4 separate regions of the Mus musculus genome follow, and all the other regions are linked to region 3. A link is a contact called in public HiChIP or PLAC-seq and promoter capture Hi-C data. All regions are on one chromosome and are shown on one strand. Each heading gives the region's core, a stretch centred on a gene start, on an enhancer-like site or on the middle of the called end of the contact. The rest is flanking DNA. Distances are from core to core; before and after follow the strand shown. Region 1 overlaps Atp6v1c1 (ATPase, H+ transporting, lysosomal V1 subunit C1). Region 2 has its middle 18 kb from the start of Gm45924. Region 3 holds the start of Dpys (dihydropyrimidinase). Region 4 overlaps Zfpm2 (zinc finger protein, multitype 2).

Region 1 (2,903 bases), core at 126-2,625, 1.2 Mb after region 3:
TTTAATAAAGGGTATTACTCCAAATACAGGGGGAAAATCACAATGAGCTCAGATTTGTGACTTATTTCTCAATACTTGTCAAATGTCAACGATACCTTATGTTTTATATACTCTATCACGTCTTAAACTAACTTCCTAACTTCTTTGACATTTGAGAAAAGACAGTGGGACCCAAAAGTTCAAAGACATACCCAGGCAAGCTAGAAGAAGAACCATCAATAGGGTCCATGATTTTCCATTATACCAAACTAACTCCTGTATGGCACAATGAGCTGGAAAAGAAAGTACTTCTGGCCTGAGCTTACGAAGTTCACTTTCTCACTGTCTTTGATACCTTCTCTTTAACAAGGCATGTCATGCAGCAATAACTGGCCACAGACTGGTGATATAGGTCACAAGCTACAAAACCATTGTCAACCCTGCCTTGCCTTGCCATTGGGCACTTGGAAACCATATGCTTTAGACCACCTAAACACAGCCTCCTATCCTATGTAGAAATTAGCTGGCTAAAGTGCCTCACAGCACTGCTGTAACTAATAAATAGACAATGCACATTAAACTCATAACTCAAAATGCTTACTAAAAAGGCAAGCATTCTGTGGCTTTTTAAAGACTATACAGATCTGGCCCCATCATCTACTCAAACAAAATTTGAAGGTTCACACATTCCAGGAGCTACCTGATATGACTCCTTTGCTAGGTAAATGAAGACTTAGTTCCTAGAGGAGACACAGCAACAGCGGATGGAAGCTTCAAGGAGGCAACAAGATGTAGCAGAAGCCCCATAGCTGGCCCTGGCCAAGCTCCTTAAACCCATGGCTGGCCCTGGCCCTGGCCCTGGCTCTGGCCCTGGCATCATCTTCCCGGTAAGTGTGGCTCTGGCCTCACCTTATAGTCCTCACACCTCCATCTATGAAAATGAGGGGTCAAGCCAGGTATGCCACTCCCTTCTAGATATGAAATGGTGATAACTAGAGTTGACAATTTATGAAGTAAAAACAAGGGCTCTAAAATTACAGATTTACTGCAAAGGAAACACAGACCACAAAGAGATTTCCTAATCCCACAAGCTGTTGGAAGACTTGTAGGAAACAAAGCACTGTTGCAAGATGGCTACTTACTTGCTTGACCTTGGTACTACCATTTCTGCGAGCGTTTCATACTGCTTAATCCAGTCATTGTGGTTCAGCCTGCAGAAAGGACACAGTAAACATCAGGAAGGACAGACAAGTCCCATTTCTGCCATGTCCAGGAAGAGAAAACATGGGACACATGGGAAATGTGGCTCCAATAAAGCACATCATATGTGTAGCAAAACATCAGTCTCCTACTGAGGGCGCCTCACAAACACGGAATGAAGCAAGAAGTCTGGACTGCCTCCCGCACAGCCAGGGACTGTTGCGACAGAGGCACAGCTTGGCTTGTTAACGTGGCAAAGCACAGTACAGATTCTACATTATTTTTAAACTGCATGGCTGGAAAACATTAATTTATACCTCATTTAAAAAAACAGAAGAGGCCATGGGAAATTACTACCATTTGGTGGCCATTACAAAAGGCTAACTAAAACCCTATTTTACAGAAAGCAGGGCGTACCTCAGGAAGTAGCGAGGACACAGTAACAATAAAGGAGACTGCCTCAGAACACTGTGCAACAGCTTTCTGGAAAGGCCACTGGCTTTGGGGGTGTGGAGAGATAAGTATGTGTGATTTACAGTAAAGGTTGGTAGACACAGGTAGCTGACTATGTAAAGTGATCTACAGGGGCTCTTGTTTACATCTTATGGTACAAAAAGCTGAAATTTTCTCAACACAATTTTAAAATAAAGCCAAGTAAGAAAAATATGGGCAAATATAAATAGGATTTTAAAATAAATATCATGTTCCAATGTTCTGGGAACAACTGTGCAAGAAAAGCATGGAGCAAAGCTTTGCACCCTGGGCACAGTGATGTATGTGTGCCTGTGACTCCAGTACTTGGGAAGTGAAGGCAGGAGCAGGGCAAGCCCCAAGCCAGTCAGACCATAGTGCCAGTTCAAGGACAGCCCTAAAGAAAAAAAAAACCAGAAAAATCCAAAAGCCTACACTCTGAGGAGAAATGCTCCAGTCAGGTACCATTAGGGAAACTGATTCCCTTACTATTCCTCTCCATCCTCCTCCAGGAGCCAGTGTTTCTCTTTTATTCCCAATTCCCTAACCAGATAAAATACAGAACAAAGAAGGTAGGCTTCATGCAGTGATATTCTAAAAAAACAATGCAGCCTGTCTCAGCTTAGAATCCCCAGAGATGTCAGCAGTGCAGGACCTGAGGCCACTGAACGTGTCTCTCCAACACAGGCTTTTACGCCCTTCTTTTGAAACAGGGCCTTACCATGTATCTGGCTGGCCTGGAATCTCTTGTGCAGCCTAGGCTAGCCTCAGCTCACAGAGATCTGTCTGCCTCAGCCTGCCCACTGCTGGGATTAAAGGTGTATGCCACACTGTGCAAGCCACCCACTCAGTTCTACTCTTTACTTTCTACTCTTTAGATTCTCCAAAACTACACATTGAGCAAACATTCATACAGAAGTCAAAGGGAGACCTCAAAGGGTTATTAGATCCAAAGGTGAGCAAACTATGTGCATTTGTGTTAGTAAGCACAGTGCTTTTACTTCGCCTGTTCACAGACTCTGCGGCTGCTTCAGCTCTAACAACCAATTGCCACGGTAAAGCACAGCAGTTGTTAAGAGTGGCAAAGCCAAAAAGACTGCCCAGCCCTTTATAGGGAAAAAACACATTCTTCACTTTCTGGGGTCTTTCTGTTGTTTTTTTTCCGAGACAGGGTTTTCTCTGTGTAGCCCTGGCTGTCCTGGCACTCACTCTGTAGACCAGGCTGGCCTCGAACTCACAGACATCCACCTGCC
Region 2 (2,973 bases), core at 197-2,696, 1.1 Mb after region 3:
AAAACAGAAGAGGAGGTGGGAAGAACTGGAGAGCAAGACCAACCTGGGCTGCTGATTGAGCTTAAGACCATCCTGAAAGACAGGCAGGCAGGCAGACAGACAGACAGACAGACAGACAGACAGACAGACAGATTTTTTTCATATTAACTAAAAGAATGTAGGCCAGGATAGATGGCTCAGCAGTTAAGAGCATAGGCTGCTCTTGTAGGGTTTGATTCCCAGTACCCATATCAGGCCACTCATAATTGTCTATAACTGCAGCTCTGAGGGTCCCACACTTTTTTCAGGCCTCTGCCAGTTTAAGAGACATTTCCAAGAGCTGACAAAATGGTAATAGGGTCTCCAAGGATTTATGTACATTTCTAAGAAGGAAAAATTTACAGTTTTGAGTTTTCTAACATAAATGTTCAAAGAAACAGAAAGAAAAGGAGAAGGGAGAGAGGGCGTTTTTCTTCCTGGTGTGGAACTTGAGGCGCCTGTGTGTGTTGCTGCTGTAGATATTCACCACCACACACAACTCTTGTTTTCAGCAAGATCCGAACCTTATTTTTAATTCCAGACTTCAATGGTTTGTTGGGTGGCGGCCGTGGGGCTAGAATCCAGAGCATCAAGCACAATGAGCCTTGCCCCAGCCCACTCCAAATGCTTCTCAATACAGTGCCCATTAAAGAAAACCTCCAGGTTCCAGCTCTCCAGTAGGAGCCCCAGACTTCGGCATAGATGAGGGGTGAAGCGGAAGCCTCCAACCATTGCAGCCATTGGCTCCTGCGGTGCACTCTGGCCACACTTGGCATCTCTATTCCAACACAGCCCTAAGACAAACTCATGTTTATTCATGAGAAGGCGGCTCCTAGGAAGCTACCCTTCCCTTCCTCCCACTGCTAACTGTTGCTAAGGTCACTACAATCCTTCACAAGCCCCAGAGAAGTCCTTAATTGACCCCTTACCTCTGAAGGCACCCGAGGTCAGGAAGGACACAAGACTGCCTTGGTGACAGGCACTGTTTCAGTCACTCATTAGCTCCAAACATCGGCCATGACCCACACTTCTTAGCTAAGCTGATTTTCCTGTTGTTCTGTCTGAAAAGACATCTGTAAATGGCTCTATTTAAGCATTGCAGTTTCTTTCTCTCAAAAATGCTACCAAGCTCCACATGTTTTTAACTGCAATTGGGTGGCTTCCCTTTCTAATTAACTCAAGTGGCCTCTTCCTGATAATGGTGGCTATAATTATGCAGCACTTAACTCCTGGAGGACTGTTTTACAATTGGAGGACAGACGGACAAGGTGACCTTTTCCACCCTTGTTTTTCTGTGCTTGCTTCTGAGGAAGAGGAAGGCATTACTCTCCACATGCAAAATGGTTTGCACGGTTCAGAGGGACAGCCTGTGAGGCGCCCGCCCGCCCCTGTTCCCTTTATTCTCTTCCTGCGGTGCTCAGTAGCTGAGTCAGTGGGGTCAGGGCTATTGCGCACGTCTTTGGTGATGTGAGACACTGTGGGAGGAGGGACATGGTGATACTGTCATTATTGAAAATCACTTCCACCCACCAGCTGAGTCACTGGGACGTCACTACTTAGGATTCTGCATCAGTCTCAAAAATATCCCTCTGCAGAGCTTTCCTCTCTGCGGGGCCTGCCTGCTGCTCCGCTCTGAGGAAAATGCTGGTCTCCACAGAAAGCCCTGCGTCTGCACTGCCACGCCCATACGGTGCTGCCCTGCCCACCAGTGCAACACCAGACCTGTCCTATATGAGTTCTGACGGAGGCCAAGCAAATAACCTGAACTTTGCACGAAGATTCGAGGAGGCTGAAGAAGACCTCATTCATCTAAGAAAAGAAGCCAGGCGTAGAATCTAAGTTCCCTCCCTCTCAGCCTTGCTCTGAACTATAACAGAGGGGTAAAGACCTGGAGTCTGAAATAAGGATCTCTCCCCGAAATCCCATCAGTGGTAACATAGCACTCTGCTGAAATGACTGGGTTGCCTTCACTCAACCGCAGACTTCAGAACAAACTAGAGTGCCCCGCCCCCAGACCTTTTTTCTTGTTTTCAGATCACGAGTAATAATCACTCCCAGCTCCTCCAAGTTCAGACCGAGAGCTTTCCTACAAACGCTTGGCTGCTTTCCAGACCACCACTGAGAGTCCAGAAGGAAAAGTAATTTGCCACATGGTGAGGTGGTAGGGACGGGTGGTTAAGGTCTCAACTTTGGAGCCAGACAGACTGGAGGAAGACTGATAGGCGCGCCATTGGGCGTGGGGGGAGATAGGGCATGGGGAAGAGCTGACTAGGTTCTCAGTTTCCAGCCACCATTATCACCACGGGGCTGTTCTGAGGATTAAATGAGATGATGACCAAAGCACTCAGTGTAGGGTGACATTTACCAAACCCTCTGCAAAGGTCACAGCTGCTACTGTGAATTTAGGATAATTACCCCCCAGTCTCGTGCCTGGCAGTGGCTGACCCTGGTCAGATACTGTGAATGCTGGGTCTGGTCTCACTTTTGAAGACTTTTCTGTAATGGCTTTTGTGCAGGAGAGTCCTGGGTCTGAAGCCACTGAGTTACACTCTCAGGCCTAGGCAGGTTTTTTTTTTTTTCCCCTCCAAAAATAAATTATTTAAGTTTTAATAATTATTTAAATATATGTTAAATTTAAAATATGGTATTCTATTTTTGAGCAGTTTTTAGAATCATGTTGGCATAGCAAATCTTTACTGGAAAAAAAAAATTTTTTTTCTTTTATCGTATGAGTGAATAGAGCCCCCTACTGTTTGGATAGTCTGACCTGTCTGGGTTTTGATTTTTAGTTTGTTGTTGTGGAGTTTGCGCTTGATTCATTCAATTTGCAAACTCTTGAGCCCCTTCTAGAAGGGTCTGTGAGGCTCAGAGAATTGGTTAATACATCTACTAAGCACAGCCCTGAGAACGTGGGGACACCTGCCTCTCCCCTGAGAACTTGGGGACACCTGCCTC
Region 3 (3,083 bases), core at 553-3,052:
AGCCATGGCTCTTGTCTGACACGTGCCTCGCCTCACACAACGTTACACACTACTTTCACACACTTTTACACACAACTCCTTCCCAAGCTGAACTTCTTGACCTAGGAGGAGGAGCCAGGGATACAATGGTCAAGAGTCTAGAAAACAAACCCTATCTAGGCGCCAGCTCACTGCTCCAGACTTCGGGAGAGTTTCATTCTAGAAACACACCAGCAGTCTCTCAAGTCTATCAGGATGTAAAAGATCAAGGAAGGATGGGCTTGCAAACTTCTGTCAGCCTAGGTCTCCACATGGGGAGGACGAGGAGGATGGGGAGGACGAGGAGGACAGGGAGGACGGGGAGGACGAGGAGGACAGGGAGGACGGGGAGGACGAGGAGGACAGGGAGGACGGGGAGGACGGGGAGGACGGGGCCCTGAAGTGTCCTGCCCAAGCTTCATAGAGTTCATGCCAAAGCCAGAGTTTGACTTCCAATCCCAAGTCCGCATCTGTTTTCCTTCCACCCCTCAGTCTGCCTGTTCCCCCAAACTCCACACCCATCACCCATCCAGGCAGAAGCTCATTAGCAGGCTGGAGTGTTCTTTCCCACCACAGGGTCCCCCGGGGACCTAGAGTGTCTGCAGAAACAATGGCGTTTGGAGGCCAAGCTCCCCAGTGAGCATGCTTGTCCAGGCTTCTGACCCGAAGGTGTTGAGTAGGGACAGTGACTCCACCAGGGGACAGTCTTCCTAGTCTGGTAGCCTGCATTTTTCTTAAAGCTTACTCTCTTTTCTGCTCTATTTCTGCCTGCGAATCTCAGTGAGCCATTTCCTTCCCCTTCGCAGATACCTGGCAAGCCCCTCTTCTGCTAGAACTTTGAGTTAATTAAATGTGGGAAGTTTGTTCTGTGTTGTGTCATGATATAAAGTGTCCAAGATAAAGAAACCTTTGCAGTCGCTCATCCGGGCAGTTTCAGAGAGAGCCCCAGTGGCAGCAGGGACATCCAATCTCATGCTCCTGGTGGTGTTGACTTGCAAGCCTGTAGGAGTTTCATTGTGTATATAATTACCCCTTTCACAGTTGCACAAAGGTCCCTTGACAATAATTATATAACCTTCCTGAGGTTTTGGTGTTTTTCTTCCTGGCCTGACAGCCAAATCCATGGGTCTTTAGATTATCGGTGCGTTCTAATTTTTAATCGTTTTGAGGTGTGGATAGTCTGATGCATCAGGAAATTCGACACAAGCATCTCTCAAGTGACGCTAGATCACATCAAATTGAGAATGAAGATTAGCCATCATGCCGCCCTTGATTACCCCTCAAGCCTTCTCTCAGGCAGCTCCTTGTCTGCCAGCTTCCCTTGTAAGAGCCTGTCTCCCTGCTCAGCACATCTTCTCTGCTTATCCATCTGGAGACCAGAATCCCACACATGCCAGCACAACCTGCCAATCACAGAGACTGCAGTGGTTTGCTCTTGATTTTGAGTCAAGTGTGTTTGTTTTGAGGTGTTATTGTTGCTGGTGCTGTGCAGGTTCCTTCTGTCTTTTGGTGTAGACATTGTTCACCAAGGAACCAAGTGAATTTCTTTCTTTCACTAAAGTATCTTTGCCTCTAGGGAGGCAAGCCCCTGACTGCAGCTTTCAAATTCCAAGACCCCTCCCCTCTGTGGACTCATAAACTCAGTGGACACCCCGACTTATTGTAACTGGATGCTAGGGGTTGTGCTTAAGGGTTTGTCCAGGTCTGCGGCAGGGCAGCCCTGCCCTGAGGTGGAGCTACATCTCTGTCCTGCATTTAAATAAACCCTTGTACCTCACCTGCCACCAGAGATCTGCCCGCCTTCAGCCCAGCGGGAGAGGGAGTTCTGGCACAGTTCGTGGAGAGCTTAAAGGAAAGCCAACTTTGTTCGCAGTCCCCAGCGCCCTGGACCATGGCACCACAGGGACGACTTCTCATCCGCGGGGGTCGCATTGTCAATGACGACTTCTCACAGGTGGCCGATGTGCTAGTGGAGGACGGCGTGGTGCGGGCGCTGGGACGGGACCTGCTGCCTCCTGAGGACGCATCTCGGGGGCTGCGAATCCTAGATGCAGCGGGCAAGCTCGTCCTGCCCGGGGGCATCGACACGCACACGCACATGCAATTCCCGTTCATGGGCTCGCAGTCAGTGGACGACTTCTACCAGGGCACCAAGGTACCCAAACCACAGACCTATAATCTGGGGTCTCTAGCGGCTCCACCTCGTCCGCTCCTGCGCAGTAGTAGGGACTGAGGTGGAGTGAGACACTTGAGCTAGCTGTGGGCACAAAAGGACGCCCATCTCGGGTGAAGATACTGTATGCCGTGCTCTGTGGCCCCTCTGCTCTTCCTTTTGGGTTGTTTGGCACTCTGGAGGCCATCTCTTCCCTTTGCCTTCTTTTCTCTAGGCACCACCTCCTGGTGTCTGTAATTCTCTTTTGTCATGATAATCCGTGGGGGGTTGCAAAGCCGCTATACTGTCTATACAATTGGCTTGTTTGTTTTTCAAAATTGACCTTTGCGGCCTTTTCTCCCAGTTCTCCAGCCAACAAGCGAAAACTCCATTTACCTAGAGGATACTGCTGTGACTAGTGAGGCCTGGGTGAGTGGAAGCCACACAGAGATAGTCCACACTGGACGGAGCCCAGCCCTGTAGAAGTAAGATAGCCTGTCCAGGAGTTCCCTCCAGCCTTCACTCACACCAAGGTGACCTCTCCAAGCCCTTTTGCTACCTGCTTGCTCCAGGCAACAGTACCTGCCCGCTTTTAGTGATGTAAGCAGCCAGATCTAGACTGCAGAAGACGATGTCCTGGTCTTTGTCTAAGCGAAGACCAATGAAAGTTTTGGCCAAGGTTTCCTTGGAGCGTCTGAACCCACCATGGGATTGTCAAGGCAGCTTTATAGGAAACTGAAAACGTATCCCCCAAGCCTAGGCTGAAGATGTCAAATCCACAACATTTTTAAGTCTTGCCTCAAAGCCGCTTTGAGAGAAGAGGCTTCTTGCAAAGGGGAGGAGATACACTGATTTCAAGGCCAAGGTTGTTCAGGGGATTCCTCTCAGGACTGTGTCTAAACGCATCCAGCCG
Region 4 (3,095 bases), core at 369-2,868, 1.2 Mb before region 3:
ATAGGGCTTTTTGTACTATGTCAGTATTTAGAGGATTTGGAGCATTATCTTTGGCTATGAAACCTGGCTCATGACCAGTCTCTGCCTCTCTATTAACTTAGTTAAGTTTTCCTCAAATACCAGGGGATAACACATACAAACAGTAAATATACATAGGAATGATCATTTAAGAAATTATTTCATGCAGTTGTTTATGGGAATATTTTTGTTTCGACAGGACCCACAAAACTCACTTCGTTAAGCTGCAAAGCAAAACTAAATAGAGATGAGCTGTCAGTTGGCTTCTCAGACATCACATGAATGTTCTTCGACGAATAGTCTGAACACTTGAGGTTACAAATTACTATGGCCATATGCACCACACAGACCCCTTGTAAAATGCTAGTGAGACTCTTTCATAAGCACGCTAAACTGTAGCATCTTCAAGAAACACTTTTTTTTTTTTTTTTTGCACAGTAAACCAACTTCTCAGATCACAGGACTTGTCATTCTAAATATCAGAGGTTTTTATCACTTAGCATAAACTCATCAGGAAATACTGGTCCGAATGGAGTTCAGAAACAAAGAAATGTGGTCATTTTTCTTATTTCAAAGGAATTAGCTGTAAGAAATCAGAAGCACTGCCGCCTTAGGTAGTTTCTGTGACAGGAGGCTACGTAACGCTCCGCTCCGTGCTTGCTAACTCGTGTTCTCCCCGAAGGCTTTCCTTGGCTTCCTCTTGTAAAGGATTCTCACTAGATCTTTTCACTCTGGAATGGAATTCACTCTACTTGTTTGCTCGCTCTTCTCTCTCTCTCTCTCTCTCTCTCTCTCTCTCTCTCTCTCTCTCTCTCTCTCTCTCCCTCTCCCTCTCTCTCTCTCCTCTCCCCTCTCCCCTCTCTCCCTCTCTCCCTCCCTCTCTATCTATCTATTCTTTCCTTTAAGAAAGTGTTTCTTATGGAGATTTCCTTTTTCTTCTTCTAGGAAGTATGTAGAGCCCCTTTCAGAAAATTGAACTGAGTAATTAAGCTCAGATTCTGATTCCTGTTGAAGTGTACGGGCAGAAAGTTTTGCCCTGTAAACAAAAATGGATTCAGAATTTTCTGAAAACATTGTGAACTAAGGGTTTAGAAGATATAAGACTCAGCAATGAAGCAAAGACATTTGTATGAATTTTTTTCATTTATTTATTATTAATTTATTTATTCACTTTACATCCAGATTGCAGTCCCCCATCAGTCCCACCCTCACAAACCCATCCCTTCATTACCCCCTCCCCTTCTCCTCAGAGAAGGAGAAGTCCACCGTGAGTACTAACCTGTCCTGGCACATCATGTTGCACCAGGACTAAATGCACTCACTCCCATCGAGGCCAGTCAAGGCAGCCTAGCTAGGGTAAGGGGGCCCAAAGGCGGAGCAAAAGGATTCTTATAGTCTTTAGCATTCCTGGGGTGTGGACTGTGTTTCCTAAGGTCTGCTATGGTTGGACTCTGCAGCAACTTACACCAGCACATGATGTCAGCCATCAGACTAAATAGTCCTGGCCATCCAGATTTCAAAGGACCAGTCAAGGGGTGACATTGCACTGAAAGAGCAAGCTGTCAAGAATTTTACCCGCTGCTGATAAACTGATTATAGAGCTGCTTAAGACTCTGCTTGTAAACAAAAGCATTTATCAACTAATAATTTGCAATAAACTCATGCAACTCCCAGCTGAGCCCCTAACTGTAATTGTCTTTACCATCTGCCTATTAAAATACCATTCTTCATCAGCAATCAGGAGCAGAAGGGAGGAAATCTCCACCAAAATACACAACTTGCAAGCTTATGAATAATCGGAGTGCATTCTGCACTTTCATTTCTGACTTGTGTGTTGGGTGTTCTTAATTTAAATTCTTGCCCAGCCTGGGAGGCTCAGAAATCAGGTGGAGGGGAAAAGAGGAGGGGAGGGGGAACTGACACACTGTGCCTGCTGCTCTGCAGAGGCATAAATTATACAAGTTCATCATAGGAGGCTGTTTTTAATTTCTTTTTCCCTCTTTCCATTTCTCTGTGTAATATGCATTGCAGGATCACAATGAAGCTCCCTTAAGCACCAGGCTAGAAATGAGCCTCTCAGTGCCTCTGTCAACTTGTCCATTTCTATTAGACTTCTTTGTTTTGCCTTTCTATTTATTTATTTTTTTAATTCCCAGAAAGTAATCGATTTTTCTCTAGGGAGCTAGATCAAAAGTGTGACACCAGTGGATGAGGTGAAAGACTGGCATCCCCTGCAGCAACTGGTCAGATCCCTGGAACAGAAATGCCAGCATTTGGCAGGAACCTGAGTTTTCAGCCTTGATTTGCAATCACTCAGAGATACTGCCCAGTTACAGCTCTCGTTGTGTCCTGTGTCCTGTGTGCTAGGAGATGTCCTGTACACGTCACCTCTGAGAGATGGGCTTCAGCATCAGCCACATGAAGCACTCAGAACTCCCCTAAGTGATGATCTTAAGAGATCTGTGGGCAAAAGCAGCCAGGAGAGGGGATTGCATCTTTCTGCAAGCCATCTTTAGTCAACATATTCCATACCTTGGTAAAGTTTATTAGCTTTTAAATATATTTACCCAAATGTTCTCCTAACAAAACATGATACTTATCAAAAAAAAAAAAATCCCAACAACCATACAGTATTAAGCAATCTGTGATGCTTGGAAAATTAAAAATTATAAGTACTATGCATTATTTTCATGCTCTTTTGTTGCCCAGAGCATGTTTCCTGTTTCAGTGTTTCTCTCTTCTCAGGGAGCATTTTATCTGTCCATAAAAGCTCAGTAATTCTGAAGGAGATCATGGGTCGAATGTGTCCTACAGTAAACAATGGCTATCATTTGTAATTAGGGTTCAAGTTCTAAAGATGACAATGTGTGTTGGGTTTTCTTATTGCAACATATAATTTTAAATTAATGTTTATGCTTTTATTTCACTTTATATGAGCTTTCCTTTGAGTAATTATTTTTCTTTACAATCAACTGTTAAATATAACGGAACTAATAATTTCCCGCTGTGGAAAAATGACAATGGCGTGCATGCACCTGTTTTTTACTCTATCTGGTTTGGCAAACAAAGTTAATGGG

Evidence for each region. Promoter capture Hi-C pulls out the DNA fragments that hold promoters and counts their contacts. HiChIP or PLAC-seq counts read pairs in DNA pulled down with a chosen protein or histone mark.
Region 1: a contact with region 3 is called in a promoter capture Hi-C map of hippocampal neurons, with 3 times the contacts expected there. The contact joins the enhancer-like site here to the promoter of Dpys in region 3. A contact is called at or near these places in 2 of 39 promoter capture datasets (hippocampal neurons and liver), 1 of 15 datasets of contacts at CTCF or cohesin (stem cell-derived epiblast-like cells) and 4 of 484 Hi-C or Micro-C datasets (cerebellum, cortical neurons and embryonic stem cells).
Region 2: a contact with region 3 is called in an H3K27ac HiChIP or PLAC-seq map of embryonic stem cells, with 7 times the contacts expected there. The contact joins the enhancer-like site here to the promoter of Dpys in region 3. A contact is called at or near these places in 6 of 39 promoter capture datasets (the C10 cell line, embryonic stem cells, hippocampal neurons and 2 more), 5 of 484 Hi-C or Micro-C datasets (the AtT-20 cell line, the N1E-115 cell line, cerebral cortex and 1 more), 2 of 115 datasets of contacts at active chromatin or transcription factors (astrocytes and embryonic stem cells) and 1 of 9 other capture datasets (embryonic stem cells).
Region 4: a promoter capture Hi-C map of hippocampal neurons shows a contact between it and region 3, with 10 times the contacts expected there. The contact joins the enhancer-like site here to the promoter of Dpys in region 3. A contact is called at or near these places in 14 of 39 promoter capture datasets (the 3T3-L1 cell line, 3T3-L1-derived adipocytes, the C10 cell line and 8 more), 2 of 15 datasets of contacts at CTCF or cohesin (large pre-B cells and pro-B cells), 33 of 484 Hi-C or Micro-C datasets (B cells, the C2C12 cell line, the F1.1 cell line and 22 more), 2 of 115 datasets of contacts at active chromatin or transcription factors (astrocytes and embryonic forebrain) and 2 of 9 other capture datasets (embryonic stem cells and liver).

Annotation. Positions count from the first base shown.
Region 1 is chr15:38,681,228-38,684,130 of GRCm38.p6, reverse strand. Atp6v1c1 (ATPase, H+ transporting, lysosomal V1 subunit C1) reads right to left here. Exons shown (of 13, transcript NM_025494.3): 8 at 1,122-1,190. Among named protein-coding and RNA genes, the nearest start is that of Atp6v1c1, 21 kb to the right of the region's middle. Within about 2 kb of position 1,375, at least 21 of the 459 cell types and tissues checked have an H3K27ac peak or open chromatin away from gene starts, as enhancers often do. A contact at or near this core is called in hippocampal neurons and liver, where this site is marked.
Region 2 is chr15:38,708,889-38,711,861 of GRCm38.p6, reverse strand. No RefSeq gene overlaps it. Among named protein-coding and RNA genes, the nearest start is that of Gm45924, 18 kb to the left of the region's middle. Within about 2 kb of position 1,446, at least 264 of the 459 cell types and tissues checked have an H3K27ac peak or open chromatin away from gene starts, as enhancers often do. A contact at or near this core is called in the N1E-115 cell line, astrocytes, cerebral cortex and 2 more, where this site is marked.
Region 3 is chr15:39,856,189-39,859,271 of GRCm38.p6, reverse strand. Dpys (dihydropyrimidinase) reads left to right here and starts at 1,802. Exons shown (of 10, transcript NM_001164466.1): 1 at 1,802-2,173. The coding sequence starts at 1,910.
Region 4 is chr15:41,081,189-41,084,283 of GRCm38.p6, reverse strand. All of the region lies in intron 5 of Zfpm2 (zinc finger protein, multitype 2), which reads right to left. Among named protein-coding and RNA genes, the nearest start is that of Gm46502, 91 kb to the left of the region's middle. Within about 2 kb of position 1,618, at least 7 of the 459 cell types and tissues checked have an H3K27ac peak or open chromatin away from gene starts, as enhancers often do. A contact at or near this core is called in cerebellum, embryonic forebrain and hippocampal neurons, where this site is marked.